Linked DNA regions of Zea mays: region 2 is linked to region 1. Evidence: chromatin contacts called from public Hi-C data. All regions are on one chromosome and are shown on one strand. The core of a region is the stretch at or near the end of the contact, and the rest is flanking DNA. Distances in the headings are between cores, read along the strand shown.

Region 1 (6,606 bases), core at 1,067-3,566:
GCAGATGTCATGGAATTCCTGAGGATGTAAGCTGTCTCCTTTTGAGCTCCCTTGGATGATTTTGGAACTTGGCTTGGTGACATTTACTGTTTCAATTTCTATAGATGCTTTGGTGGTGAAGTTCTTGAAGGCTATGGAATGACGGAGACATCCTGTATCATATCTGCAATGGATATTGGTGACAGATCAATTGGTCATGTTGGATCCCCAACTGCATCTTGTGGTAAGCTCCGCGTTTCAATTTGAAGGGTATAATGAATTTGATTGGGTAGCACTTGCACTTGTGTTGAAAATATTGTCCATGAATTCAACTTATAATATATTAATATACGTAGAGAAGCCATGCTAAAGTTAGGAGGCTTTTATTTGATTTTAAAAACTTTTGGATGTTTCTTATCTTATATTGATGATGCCATGATGGTGGTGCATTAAAAATCCAATAAACGTTTACTGAAATTAGTTGCATTGAGCAAACTTATCCTAAATTATTGTTTCTATGCCCTGCACCCTATATAGGATTATTTTTAAGTTTTAAGTCTAACGTGCTTGAAGTCATCCATTTAGCAAGGTCCTGTAGTCACCATGTTGAATGGGTCATGTTTCTAGAATAAAAGCTGCCTGTTTCTTGAGAAAGATGTCAATATTCTTTCCCATGACACTAATCAAATGACATCCATATCCAAAATAATTGGGTGTGCCTTTGTGCTTTTGTATTATTGTCACAGTTTCGTAATGTGGATCTTTGTGTTTCCATTTTCAGAGGTGAAACTTGTGGATGTCCCAGAAATGAATTATACATCTGATGATCAACCTTATCCTCGTGGAGAAATTTGTGTTAGAGGACCTATAATATTCCAGGGTTACTATAAGGATGAAGTTCAAACGTAAATTTCTATCCGTCACTTAAACATAGCTTTGTACTGAATGATCTTCAACTGCAACTTATCAATAAATACATTTTAAAAACTACAGAAAAGAAGTCATTGATGAAGATGGTTGGTTGCACACTGGAGACATAGGTCTGTGGCTACCTGGAGGACGTTTAAAGATCATCGATAGGTAAAAACGTGCACTGTTTTATATTTTATCCATTCAGAACTTGTGTTCTTGCAGAACACTTTTCCTTGGCTATATTGTTGATTTACATTTTCCCTAGGCGCTGTTTGATCTCACCGTTTTTCTTCCTATATTATTAATGCCTTAAATTTCTCCTGGATTTTAGGAAAAAGAACATTTTCAAGTTAGCTCAAGGAGAATACATAGCTCCAGAGAAGATTGAAAATGTCTATGCCAAATGCAAGTTCATTGCCCAATGTTTTATATATGGTAATATTTATGATTCTGTGTTGGCTATATGACCATCAGTTATGGCCAAGCATGTTCTAAATCTCTTGTTTCGGTTGCAGGCGACAGTTTCAACTCTTCCTTAGTTGGTATTGTTGCAGTTGAACCAGAGGTTATGAAGGCTTGGGCTGCATCTGAAGGGATCCAGGTAAAAGATTTTAACCATAGCAACGTTTGCCATCTATTTGTTTCATCCTTCAAAAAAGAGAGTCTGTAAGTAGTCCGACACTGATCCAACTTACAATTTATGAAAACTGGCATTCATTTTCCATGTTATGCTTTGGTTGAATCATATATCGAATGGAACTGTGTCAGTCTCTTCCACGCCCTCCTTAGCATGTGGCTGTTTAATGCCGAATCCTGTGTTCAGCTGTGGCCTTGTGGGTCCAAAGGAAGTGTAGATCAGGTGGAATCTTATTGGTTCCCACAACTATTTTGCTGCCCAAGCCCAATAGATCACACTATATAAAATATTATCTAGCTTTAGCATGTTATTGTCACTTGCACATTCCTTAATTGTTCCATGCCTACGACTACGACCTGTCTGTCTCTCTTCGATTCGGTGTCCACTGTCCATCACAGTAAAATTCAGCACAGATAGGCCTTCAAGCAACTCTTCAACATCTGCACAGGTTCTTTATGCTCTAAACTGTTCTTTTGTAACATGTAGTGCGAAGACTTGAGGCAGCTTTGTGCTGACCCTAGAGCAAGAGCTGCAGTCCTGGCCGACATGGATTCTGTTGGGAAGGAAGCACAGGTTTCTCTCTTCTGCTCTGACCCACGTAGCAAATTCTAAATGTTCAATCCAAGCGAAACTCTTGTGCTGTGATGATTTATATTGGTCTTCTGTGCCCAGCTAAGAGGTTTTGAATTTGCTAAAGCTGTTCGGCTTGTCGCTGAGCCATTCACAGTGGACAATGGTCTCCTCACCCCAACATTCAAGGTAGGCCCCCCACTGGCGACTCTAGAGGAAATTTACAAGCTGAAATGCTGAGTGGCTATGGCCTTTTGCACCCCCTCCCTTCTCAATACTTGTGCAGGTCAAAAGGCAGCAAGCAAAGACATACTTTGCAAAGGAAATTTCAGATATGTACGCGGAGCTGCGGGAGGCAGAGGCACCCAGGTCGAAGTTGTAATGATCAATTCAAGGAGAAGCGACATATACAGGCTTACAGATCATATGTCTAGAAGAAACGTAATCATCTTTTTACTGGCGCAGCAAATAATGGTTCCTGCAATGGTCAGGAAGAGTCGAGACGGAGGCAGTGCTTGGTGCAAATCATATAGATGAATCCTCGTTATGAACCTCTCAACTGAATGCCGTTTTCCCTTGTCCAACGTGCCAAGCCACGTTAGCCTGATACTAGGTAGAGAGGAAAAAGATATTCTGCAAATGTAACAGTGAACAGTTAACAATCGTGGTGTGTTGTTGCATATCTAGTTGATCGGAACGACCTAGAGAAATGTGAAGAACACGAAGCGCCTTTCTGTTTGAATTTAAATAAGGATTATTCGCGATGGCAATCTCTCAATATAATCTACTGCTAAGCAATCAAATTGCTTGGACGGTCACTGATCTTCGCGGAAATTAGTCCCCTTTAATTCCAAAGGGAATTTGAGTTTCTAAACTTATCAGCTAAACAAAGAGAAAGGGAGAGTGAAAACACGCCTCCGTTTCTCGTTAGCACAAGTTTGATCACAAAACAAAAAATGCACGTGCGATTTTTACGTTGTTATTACCATGGTGAGACGACAAATTTGTTAGATGTATATTACAGTCCGTAACTTGTTTTGATTTGCACCGTTTGATCTCGATCCAGCACACCAGGAACCGTGTTTCGTTAGGCCTTATTCGGATAGTGATGGATTATGCTATAAGTGCTATAAAATTATGAAAGAAACAATACCTCTCAATACAATATTTCATGTCTCTATTTAGTAAATATCGCAACTCAATGGGCAACAAAATTTAGTAAATTATATGAATATGAAACAAATCACTCTCAACGAAGGTTTTACACGGTTTCTAAGACCTTAAAAACGAGTTGACATAGTTTTATCCCATGAAAATCAATCTTTTTAAATGTTATGCCATGTCACCAAAAAATCTGACGTGACACACTACTAAATGTGCATGAAACCACCATTGGTAATAGCCTCAGTGAGATTGGAGGGGACTAAATCCCCTTTGAGTAGTAAGGAAATAGAGAACATTTAGGTCTAGTTTAGGTACTCTAGTATTAATTTTAATCCACATGTATTGAGGTGGATTGTGATGTAAACTAGTTTAAGTTACTCCAATCCACCTCAACACATGTGGATTGAGATCGATACTTGAGTACACAAACAAAGCCTCATGGGGTAGAATTTGAATAGTAAAGGCTAGTTTGAGAGCCACAAAATCGAAAGGGATTGGAGGGGGCTAGAATCATCTTTTTATTTAATTTTAAATAAGAAAGAGATTCTATCACCTCCAATCGCCTACGGTTTTATGGCTCCCAAACTAGCTTTAGGCTTTGTTTGAATACTCTAGTATTAACCCAAGCCACGTGTGTTGAGATGTAAATTAGTTTAAATTACACCAAATCTACTTTAATACATATGGATTAAGCTCAATACTAAAGTATCCAAATTATACTTTAAGAAGATTTCACCCCATAGATTCTCTTTACTTTTTTATCCATCAAACCAGCCCTCAAAATCGAATAGTCTTCGATCCCCTTTAAACCTCTTACAAACAAACAAGCCGTTAAGGTAGTGTTTGGTTGAGGAGCCAAGTAGAACGGAGTCGTTCCATCCCCAATTCTAGAAACGGAGCCGCTCTGTTCTGTGTTTGGTAATCTGGAACGGAGCGGCTCTGTTTTTTGTTTGGTTGCATAGTGAACGGAACAGAACGTGACTGTGTGAAAGGGAATTAGGATTACACCTATTTTCCTAATTAATTTTGGTGGTTGAATTGCCCAACACAAATAATTGGACTAACTAGTTTGCTCTAGTGTACAAGTTATATAGGTGTCAAAGGTTCACACTTAGCCAATAAAAAGACCAAGTATGGGGTTCAACAAAGAGAGCAAGGGATAACCGAAGGCACCTCTGGTCTGGCGCACTGGACTGTCCGGTGCACCACCGGACAGTGTCCGGTGCACCAGGGGACTTCACGCTGAACTCTTCACCTTCGGGAAAATCCAGAGGTGCCCCAGGGAAGAGCGGCTCTGGAACTCGCCAGCTTCGGGAATTTGCTCCGCTATAATTCACCGGACATGTCCGGTGTACACCGGACTGTCCGGTGAACCAGCAGAGCAACGGTTACTTCGCGCCAACGGTCACCTGCAGGCGCATTTAATGCGCGCCAGAAGCGCGCAGAAGTCAGGCACGCGCGAGACGGTGCACCGGACAATCTATAGTACATGTCCGGTGTACACCGGACAGCCAGGTGGGCCCAGAAGTCAGAAGCTCCAACGGTCGAATCCCAACGGCCTGGTGACGTGGCTGGCGCACCGGACTGTCCGGTGCACCATACGACAGTCAGCCACCACCAAACGGCTAGTTTGGTGGTTGGGGCTATAAATACCCCCAACCACCCCACATTCAAGTCATCCAAGTTTTCACACTTCAACTACTTACAAGAGCTAGGCATTCAATACAAAACACACCCAAGTGATCAAATCCTCTCCCAATTCCACACAACGCCCTAGTGATTAGTGAGAGAGATTTGCTTGTGTTCTTTCGAGCTCTTGCGCTTGGATTGCTTTCTTCTTTCTTTGATTCTTCATTGCGATCAAACTCACTTGTAATTGAGGCAAGAGACGCCAATCTTGTGGTGGTCCTTGTGGGAACTTTGTGTTCCAAGTGATTGAGAAGAAAAAGCTCACTCGGTCCGAGGGACCGTTTGAGAGAGGGAAAGGGTTGAAAGAGACCCGGTCTTTGTGACCACCTCAACGGGGAGTAGGTTTGCGAGAACCGAACCTTGGTAAAACAAATCCGCGTGTCACACTCTATATTTGCTTGCGATTTGTTTTGCACCCTCTCTCGTGGACTCATTTATATTTCTAATGCTAACCCGGCTTGTAGTTGTGATTAACTTTGTAAATTTCAGTTTCGCCCTATTCACCCCCCCTCTAGGCGACTTTCAATCTTTCAATTGGTATCAAAGCCTGGTGCTTCATTAGTGCCTAACCGCTCGAAGTGATGTCGGGAGAACTCGCCAAGAAGGAGATGGATACCGGCGACAAGCCCGCTACAAGCCACGGGAAAGCTTCATCGGGAGAGTCCCACAACAAGGAGAAGAAGAAGGAGAAGAAGACTTCTTCTCACAAGTTGCATCGGAGTGGCGACAAAATAAAGAAGATGAGGAAGGTGGTCTACTACGAGACCGACACTTCATCACCTTCTACCTCCGGCTCCGACGCACCCTCCATAACTTCTAAGCGCCATGAGCGCAAGAAGTTTAGTAAGATCCCCTTACATTATCCTCGTACTTCTAGACATACTCCATTACTTTCCGTTCCATTAGGCAAACCGCCAACCTTTGACGGTGAAGATTATGCTAGGTGGAGTGATTTAATGAAATTTCATCTAACCTCACTCCACAAAAGTATATGGAATGTTGTTGAGTTTGGAGCACAGGTACCATCCGTAGGAGATGAGGATTATGATGAGGACGAGGTGGCCCAAATCGAGCACTTCAACTCCCAAGCCACAACCATACTCCTCGCCTCTCTAAGTAGGGAGGAGTACAACAAGGTGCAAGGACTAAAAAGCGCCAAGGAAGTTTGGGACGTGCTCAAAACGGCGCACGAGGGTGATGAACTCACCAAGATCACCAAGCGGAAAACGATCGAGGGGGAGCTCGGTCGCTTCCGTCTTCGCCAAGGGGAGGAGCCACAAGATATGTACAACTGGCTCAAGACCTTGGTGAATCAAGTGCACAACCTCGGGAGCAAAAAGTGGGATGACCACGAGGTGGTTAAGGTTATTTTAAGATCGCTTATTTTCCTTAACCCTACTCAAGTACAATTAATTCGTGGCAATCCAAGATATACACTAATGACTCCCGACAAAGTAATCGGGAATTTTGTGAGCTTTGAATTTATGATCAAGGGCTCACGGAAGATCAACGAGCTTGACGGTCCCTCCACGTCCGAAGCTCAACCGGTTGCATTCAAAGCAACGGAGGAGAAGGAGGAGGAATCTACACCAAGTAGACAACCAATCGATGCCTCCAATCTCGACAATGAGGAAATGGCGCTCGTCATCAAAAGC
Region 2 (6,606 bases), core at 1,289-3,788, 160 kb after region 1:
AATTCTCTTTTGCTTCCCGTAAACAGTACTCTTACATGTCATCGTGTATTTAAATATAGAAGATGCCGGGCCCACTGTTGGAGCAAAGGCGAAGACGCTACCCTTCGCGCGAAGCCTTCGTCGCGACGCCACTGTAACGGGCCCTTCGTTCCATCCATCGCAGGACGAAGGCCAGACCCCGACGAAATCCGCCGGTCCCGCGTCCCTCATCTCGCCCGGAGGCCCACGTGGAATTCGGCCCACTGTAACGGGCCCCGCGTGGATAGACAAGTTACGGGCCTCATTTGTAATAGCTTTCTGTAATGACGGTCTGTAACCCTTCTTTATGGGAATATTCTGGGATAATCCGGGTACCCGAGGACATAACCGTCCTTGTCTTGGGACGTTCGACGCTCGGGTACCTATAAATACCCTCGTACAGTGCCCTTGAGAGGCCAGATTAACAGAGCTATTACCTTTCATCGTTAAACCTTGCGTTCACTCTCATCACTCTCCCGTTGGATCTACTTGCCCAGGAGAGCAAGCTCCAACACCCACCTTCATTTGCACATGTGTAAAGTCTAAAATATAAACTAATTAATGATAACAGCATGCATATAAGGGAAGTTCTTATGTCTTTTCCATATCTCAACAAGTTCTCAATTTTATATATACTTTGATGGAGCAATGCTAGCTTCTTCATATGTCTTCGCTTGGAGATGGAGAGGCCCGACACCTTCATATGTTTTCATCAACTGCTCTCAGCTCAGCTGATGACGACGTCTTAGATGAGTTCATCTTCTTGTCATCGTCGCTAATGATAACTCTCTCTTGCAGCATCTTCTCCAACCGGGCGTTCCAAGCCATCTCCTCCTCGACCTCCTTCCTCAGGTCTTCCACCCTATGCTCCAGCTGCCGGACGTACCCCAGCAGCATCTCTTCCCTCTCCTCCCTTGGAGCGGTCACGCTCACATCACCATTGCCGCCGCCGTCATCCAAGCGGCCGGCGGTGCGTTGCAACACGTGCGTCACCATGTCCCTTTGCATCTCCAGGCTCTGCAGGACGGTCATCAGCTGCTGAGTCACCACTTGCTGCTGCTGCTTAAGCCCTACCGCCTCCGCCGCCTTCCCGTGAACGTGATCGTCGCCATCTCCATGCTGCGGCTGCGCCGGCGGCCGTCCTCTATCTCCATCTCCGTCTCCAGCGGAGTTGCTGTCGTGTAGCTCCACCTGGTCATCCCCTTCATCAAAATCGAATGGAAGGCACCTCTTCTCCGCCTCCACCGGCCGCTCCTCGGTCGTCGGATCAAACTCTAGGTTGTCCTCATTGAAGTTCCAGCCGCTGATCCGTCGGTTCTTGGCGACGACGACGTTGTCGGCGTGACGGGGGCACGGCGACACGCAGCGTGCGCCGCCGCCGACACACCCGCAGAGATCATTACCCGCTTCGTCGTCCTTGCGACACCGCTCCTCGATGCTTGGGACGGCGGCGAGGACGTTGCGGACGAGAAAGTCCCTGGAGCGACGGGAGCAAGCCTTGAAGAAGGGGTGGCGGAGGAGCTTCTCCGCCGACGGCCGCTTTGCCGGCTCCTGGCAGAGGCAGGCGGACACCATGTCCTTGAACGCCCTGGAGAACTTGTTGTTCTTGTCCCTGCGGTTGCCCGTGCCGACGCTCTCCTCGAAGCGGACGCGGCTGGTGATTCTCATCAGCATCGACTTGGACGGCGGCAGGTGCGAGAGCGGCGGGCGGCCGTGCGCGAGCTCCAGCGCCGTGATGCCGAACGACCAGATGTCGGCCTTGATGCCGTAGCCGACGTGGGAGTGGATCACCTCGGGCGCCATCCAGTACGGCGTCCCCGCCACGTCGTTGAAGCAGCACGACGCCGACGAGCCGGTCCCCACTGCCGCCGCCGTCGAGGCCGACGCAGACGCGTGTTGCCGGATGGTCTCGTAGATGGACGCCGAGACGCCGAAGTCGGCCAGCTTGACGGCGCCGTCCGAGTCCACCAGGATGTTTCCGGCCTTGATGTCGCGGTGGATGCGCCCCTGTCCGTGGAGGTAGCACAGCGCGCGGAGCGTCTCCCCGAGCACGACGGCCACGCACGGCTCCGGCAGGCCGCCGGGGAACCCGTGGCGCAGGATGGAGTGCAGCGAGCCGGCGCCCATGAAGGGCATCACCACCCACAGGTGGCTCCCCACGGTGAAGGAGCAGTGCGCTCGGAGCACGTTGCCGTGGGACAGCAGCGCCATGGCCTTGGCCTCCCGCTGCACGCCGTCCAGATCGGCGCGCGACCGCTCCAGGTCGATCGCCTTGATGGCCACCACCGCCGACGAGCCCAGAGGCAGGCACACGGCCTTGTACACCACCGCGCTCACGCCGCTCCCGATCTTGCACAGCAGGCGGTAGGACTCTGCGTTCAGCGGGTACCTCGCTTCGTCGCCGCCACCGCTAGCAGCATTGTTGGCCGCCGCCATAGCTGACGGCGCGGCCGTGGCGGCTGGAGCAAAGAGGCCAGCTGCACGTAGCATTTATCGATCAGTATATTGTGTAGTGGCACGTCACAAAGTGAGAGACACTAATATATATACACACATCATGACATACCCGTCCGTCACACACAATATATTTTTTTATAGCAAATGTGTTCAAAAATACAAATGACGATACTATATTTTTTTATAAATATAGTTAAACTTGTGATTGATTGCCTCATAAAAAACAAACATATACAAATGAAATATATTTTTTATAACATATAAACCTATTCAGAATTGCAAATAATGATACTATTTTTTTTAAAAAAAAACCTAAAAGTAAAATGCATCAACGAGTTGAAGTTAGCAATGTTGTGCCACTTGAGTTCTCAAATTCTCAAAACCGGTAAAACGGGTGTTCGAACATGACCACCCATCCAAAACGAGTAAAATGTATCAACGGACCTGAAACTTGGCATTATAGTCCCCGGACTCTTAAAATTAGGAAAACAGGTGCTAGAACTTGCCAGCCCATTGAAAACCGTCTAAAATCGTATTTGCTCAAATCGAACATCGACGTGGCGTCCAAAACCGGTTTTATAAAAACTTAATATCTACTAACTCCTCAAGAAAAGAGACATGCATGTACTCTTTTTTAGACAAGGGGTATATATGTATGGTCAAAAAATGGAGATGCGTGCATATTATATGGTTGGAGTGAAAATTACATTGCACTGGTGATGTAATTAACGGGTCTTGGAGTCGAATAATTAATTAAGGTGCATGTGAAGACATGGGGAAAGATAAAAAGAGAAAGAAAAGAAGATGGGTGGCCACAGCTTTGGGTGGTATTGTGTTGTTGTCACGGCCGAAGGAGCTGGGTTGCTCGTGAAGCTATTCAGTACAAGACTGCTTTTGGGTAGATGTTCCTGTCTCAGGTCTGATCGTGTGAAGACACCATGAACAAGCAAAGTTTGAAGATCACATTAATTAAGCCCCAGCAAAAGATCAACTAGAGTGTATTACATTTTTTGTTGTGAAGAAAAATCAAAACGCTATTTAACATCAACTAGAGTGTTTTATGAAATTTGTAGATTTTTTCTATCTTTTAAAAATTTGTCTAGAGCTAAATTAAAATTTTGAAAGCTTCTAAAGGTATTTTCACGTGGTTTAAGTATTTATTTGGATTCTTTATGTCTTAATATATATGTGTTTTTTTTTTCAAAAATTCTAGAAGCTTAAGGATATTTCCTCTTGTTTAAAAACGTCATCAAATATTTACATGATTTTTAATTGACCCTTGAAACAAAAATAGAGATGTAATTCAAATGATTTTGATAATTTAAATCTATAATTTTGCATCCTATATTTTACGCACTCTATTGAAACTCTACCGAAGACAGTCAACACACACCACCATTTGTCCATTGAGGCCCACGATCATTTATCCATCAAGGGCTCAAGGCCCGTTCATCCGATGACGTCACCGATTTCCTCCCATTCAATTCGTAAATTTCGTCCATGCATGGGCATGGAATGGATGGATGTGAATGCCACGAACGATTCCGCCCCGCCGGCCAGGTGAGAGATGAGCCTCACGGCGGCCTTCCGTGCCACCAAAATCCCGCGCGCTCTTCCTCCAAAGTGCGGTGAGCCTGCCGCCTCCTCCTCGGCCTCGGCGTCCGGGGATCCGCCGCCGGGGGCCGCGAAGAGTACTAAGGCGCCGCCGCCGTGGTGCGTGTACCTTATAGCCTCATCCCGGATCCGCCGCACGTACGTCGGCGTCACCACCGATTTCCCTCGCCGGTGATTCCTCGCCCTGCTCTACCTGCCTCCCCCGTTCCTTTCCCCACTTGCTTGTCTCGGATAGTCGTCATATGGTTGCAGCAAGCTAAGTTCGTGTGGTGTTAGCATTTGGAGAAGACTACGGTTGGAGTTGCAGAACCACAAGAAATTGACCCCATCCGGTTGTGCTTGTTGCAGGACAGTGTGGCTCTATCTCGTTAGGGCTGAAATTTGATTGCTTTGCTTCAATTTAGTACTTCTTGTTTTGTATTCATACTCTGAGTCGCCTTGCTCTGGTTTGCAGGATACACATGCTTGAAAATGCAAATTTAATTCACAGTTTTTCAATAGGTATATGTTAATAACAGCTAGCAGCTTAAGCAAGCATACTGTTAAAATGAATAAAGACCTGTAGTACTAGTCATGCACATAGATGTTGTATTTGTGTATTAGTGAAAGGAGCCTTTTTTATATATTTATATAGGCTGCGGCAACATAATGGTGAGTTAAAAGGTGGTGCAAAAGCTTCCTCTGCCGGCAGGCCTTGGAATCTCGCATGCCTTGTTGAAGGATTTGCCAACAGAAGTGAAGGTTAGTAGTAACTATCTGTTTTCTGGCTTACAGCTTCACACTTTGATGGTTCTTCAATTAATAGACTAGGTATGTGTCCGTGTGTTGTCACGAGGTGGGAGACCGTGGGGAGCGACGCCTAGGCTACAAATATATTTTTGTTTATTTCTAAACACCAAGATACGTGTGGTCCGGTGGTTAGTCCCAAATTTCTAGAACAGAGAGGTGTGGGTTCGAGTGCTCGTTTTTGCACTGTTTTTTGTGGGCGCTGGGCGTGGGGAGGGTGAAGCCGTGGTAGCACCAGATGCCTACATTAGATTCTTAATAGAGTAGTATAGATTAGAACAGTCTGCTTGTCACTCTTTAGGTTGTGCGTACAACTTTCTTAGCTATTTAGCCTGGGATTGCTAAATTTACTTGTAATTGGATGCTGGGACTATTCTTTATGTTCGTTCGGGTTTTCAGTTAATTGTGCTATGTTTACCTTACCAAGTTACCATACTAACCCCGCAGCAACTTGACTGCCTGTCATGTGTCCTGGCGTATAACCAACTAGTTCATCTATCTTTTTCGAGGTAGTTAATCCTCATGTACTAAGCATTCAATTTTTGCTTCCTTCATTTTCATACATAAAAGTATTAATACCATCCACAAAACTTGGAGTGTTTCAGTTCATGAAAGTTTCTTAATGTAATGTTCAGCTTATTGTACTTACTAGCATCTGCAATTTCTGCATCAGAAAGGAAATGGTCATTTGCTACTTGAGTTTGGACTAGTGCAAAAGATGTCTTATTTATCTTATCATCCTTTTGCAGCCTGTGAGTTTGAATCGAAATGGAAGATCGTCTCCCGAAAAATTGCACGGAAAAGAACTGAGCTTAGCATGAAGTCAGTGTTGCAACATCGAGAAGCAGCTTTGAGCAGAGTGGAAACATTCATGGATTGTAGCCACCTAAAAATCAAATGGCAGTCAAGTTGAGACCATTTAATCACTTGCACTATGCAGGTGGCAGGCATCTAACTTGGAGAAACATAACCACTTAAGAATCCTCCTGTCTTCTAGCAGCTCGTAGCAAAGATAACTTATAATCTTCTGCTGAACAATCAAGATGGCTGCTGCTATGCTTTCTTAACATGAAAAACCAAGAGTAGCCCCAGTGAAATTCTATGTTTGATTTTTTTTTCTATGAACAATTGTTTCCGAACAATAATATGGATCATGCGACACCCGTTTGTAAATGTAAATTATACTTATGTATTGTAATCACCTATATTTCTTCTCATTCATCTTGGCCTTTCAGTGGAGCTATTCTTTCCGCACTGCATTTGAGCCAAGTTCTGCTGAATGCCATGTGGAAATTTATGCCCGGCTTTGAAACTGTTGTTACTAGCACAAGTATGCAACAATATAAAATATTTGAATATATAAATGTTGGTCGTTCCCACTCTTTGAGGAGTCAAACATTTTTAACTTTGACCACATTTATATAAAAATATTAATAATTATAGTACATAATTAGTATTATTAGATAGATATTTTATTAGATAGATCTTTGAATCTATTTTTGTAGTAAAATTATTTGAAGATATAAATGTTACTAATATATTCTATAAATCTAGTCAATTTTTTTTGACCAGCACGAATATCATAGCGACAAACATTTGTGGACGAAGGAAGTAACAAATCCGACTGCATGCAGGACCGATAAAAAATGCAGCCCGCTCCTTGGCACGACAGAACTTGGTCAGAAGTTTAAGCTGTCCTCAACAACTTGCCTATCATATTACCTATCTTGT

Evidence for each region. Hi-C and Micro-C count contacts between places; a contact is called where the count stands out from the background.
Region 2: a contact with region 1 is called in a Hi-C map of leaf, with 6 times the contacts expected there. The contact joins the promoter of LOC103640656 here to the enhancer-like site in region 1. A contact is called at or near these places in 3 of 25 Hi-C or Micro-C datasets (ear and leaf).

Annotation. Positions count from the first base shown.
Region 1 is chr10:1,080,310-1,086,915 of Zm-B73-REFERENCE-NAM-5.0, forward strand. It overlaps LOC100281538 (AMP-binding protein), which reads left to right. Exons shown (of 23, transcript NM_001154456.2): 15 at 1-26; 16 at 105-223; 17 at 761-884; 18 at 973-1,059; 19 at 1,223-1,326; 20 at 1,407-1,492; 21 at 2,015-2,101; 22 at 2,201-2,287; 23 at 2,385-2,866. The coding sequence ends at 2,480. Among protein-coding and RNA genes, the nearest start is that of LOC100281538, 21 kb to the left of the region's middle. Within about 2 kb of position 2,317, at least 2 of the 20 cell types and tissues checked have an H3K27ac peak or open chromatin away from gene starts, as enhancers often do. A contact at or near this core is called in leaf, where this site is marked.
Region 2 is chr10:1,244,236-1,250,841 of Zm-B73-REFERENCE-NAM-5.0, forward strand. It overlaps LOC103640656 (serine/threonine-protein kinase BLUS1), which reads right to left and starts at 2,539. Exons shown (of 1, transcript XM_008664139.2): 1 at 543-2,539. The coding sequence starts at 2,508. The coding sequence ends at 718. LOC100284153 (holiday junction resolvase, S1x1p, URI domain nuclease) reads left to right here and starts at 3,934. Exons shown (of 3, transcript NR_182038.1): 1 at 3,934-4,830; 2 at 5,323-5,384; 3 at 5,625-6,123.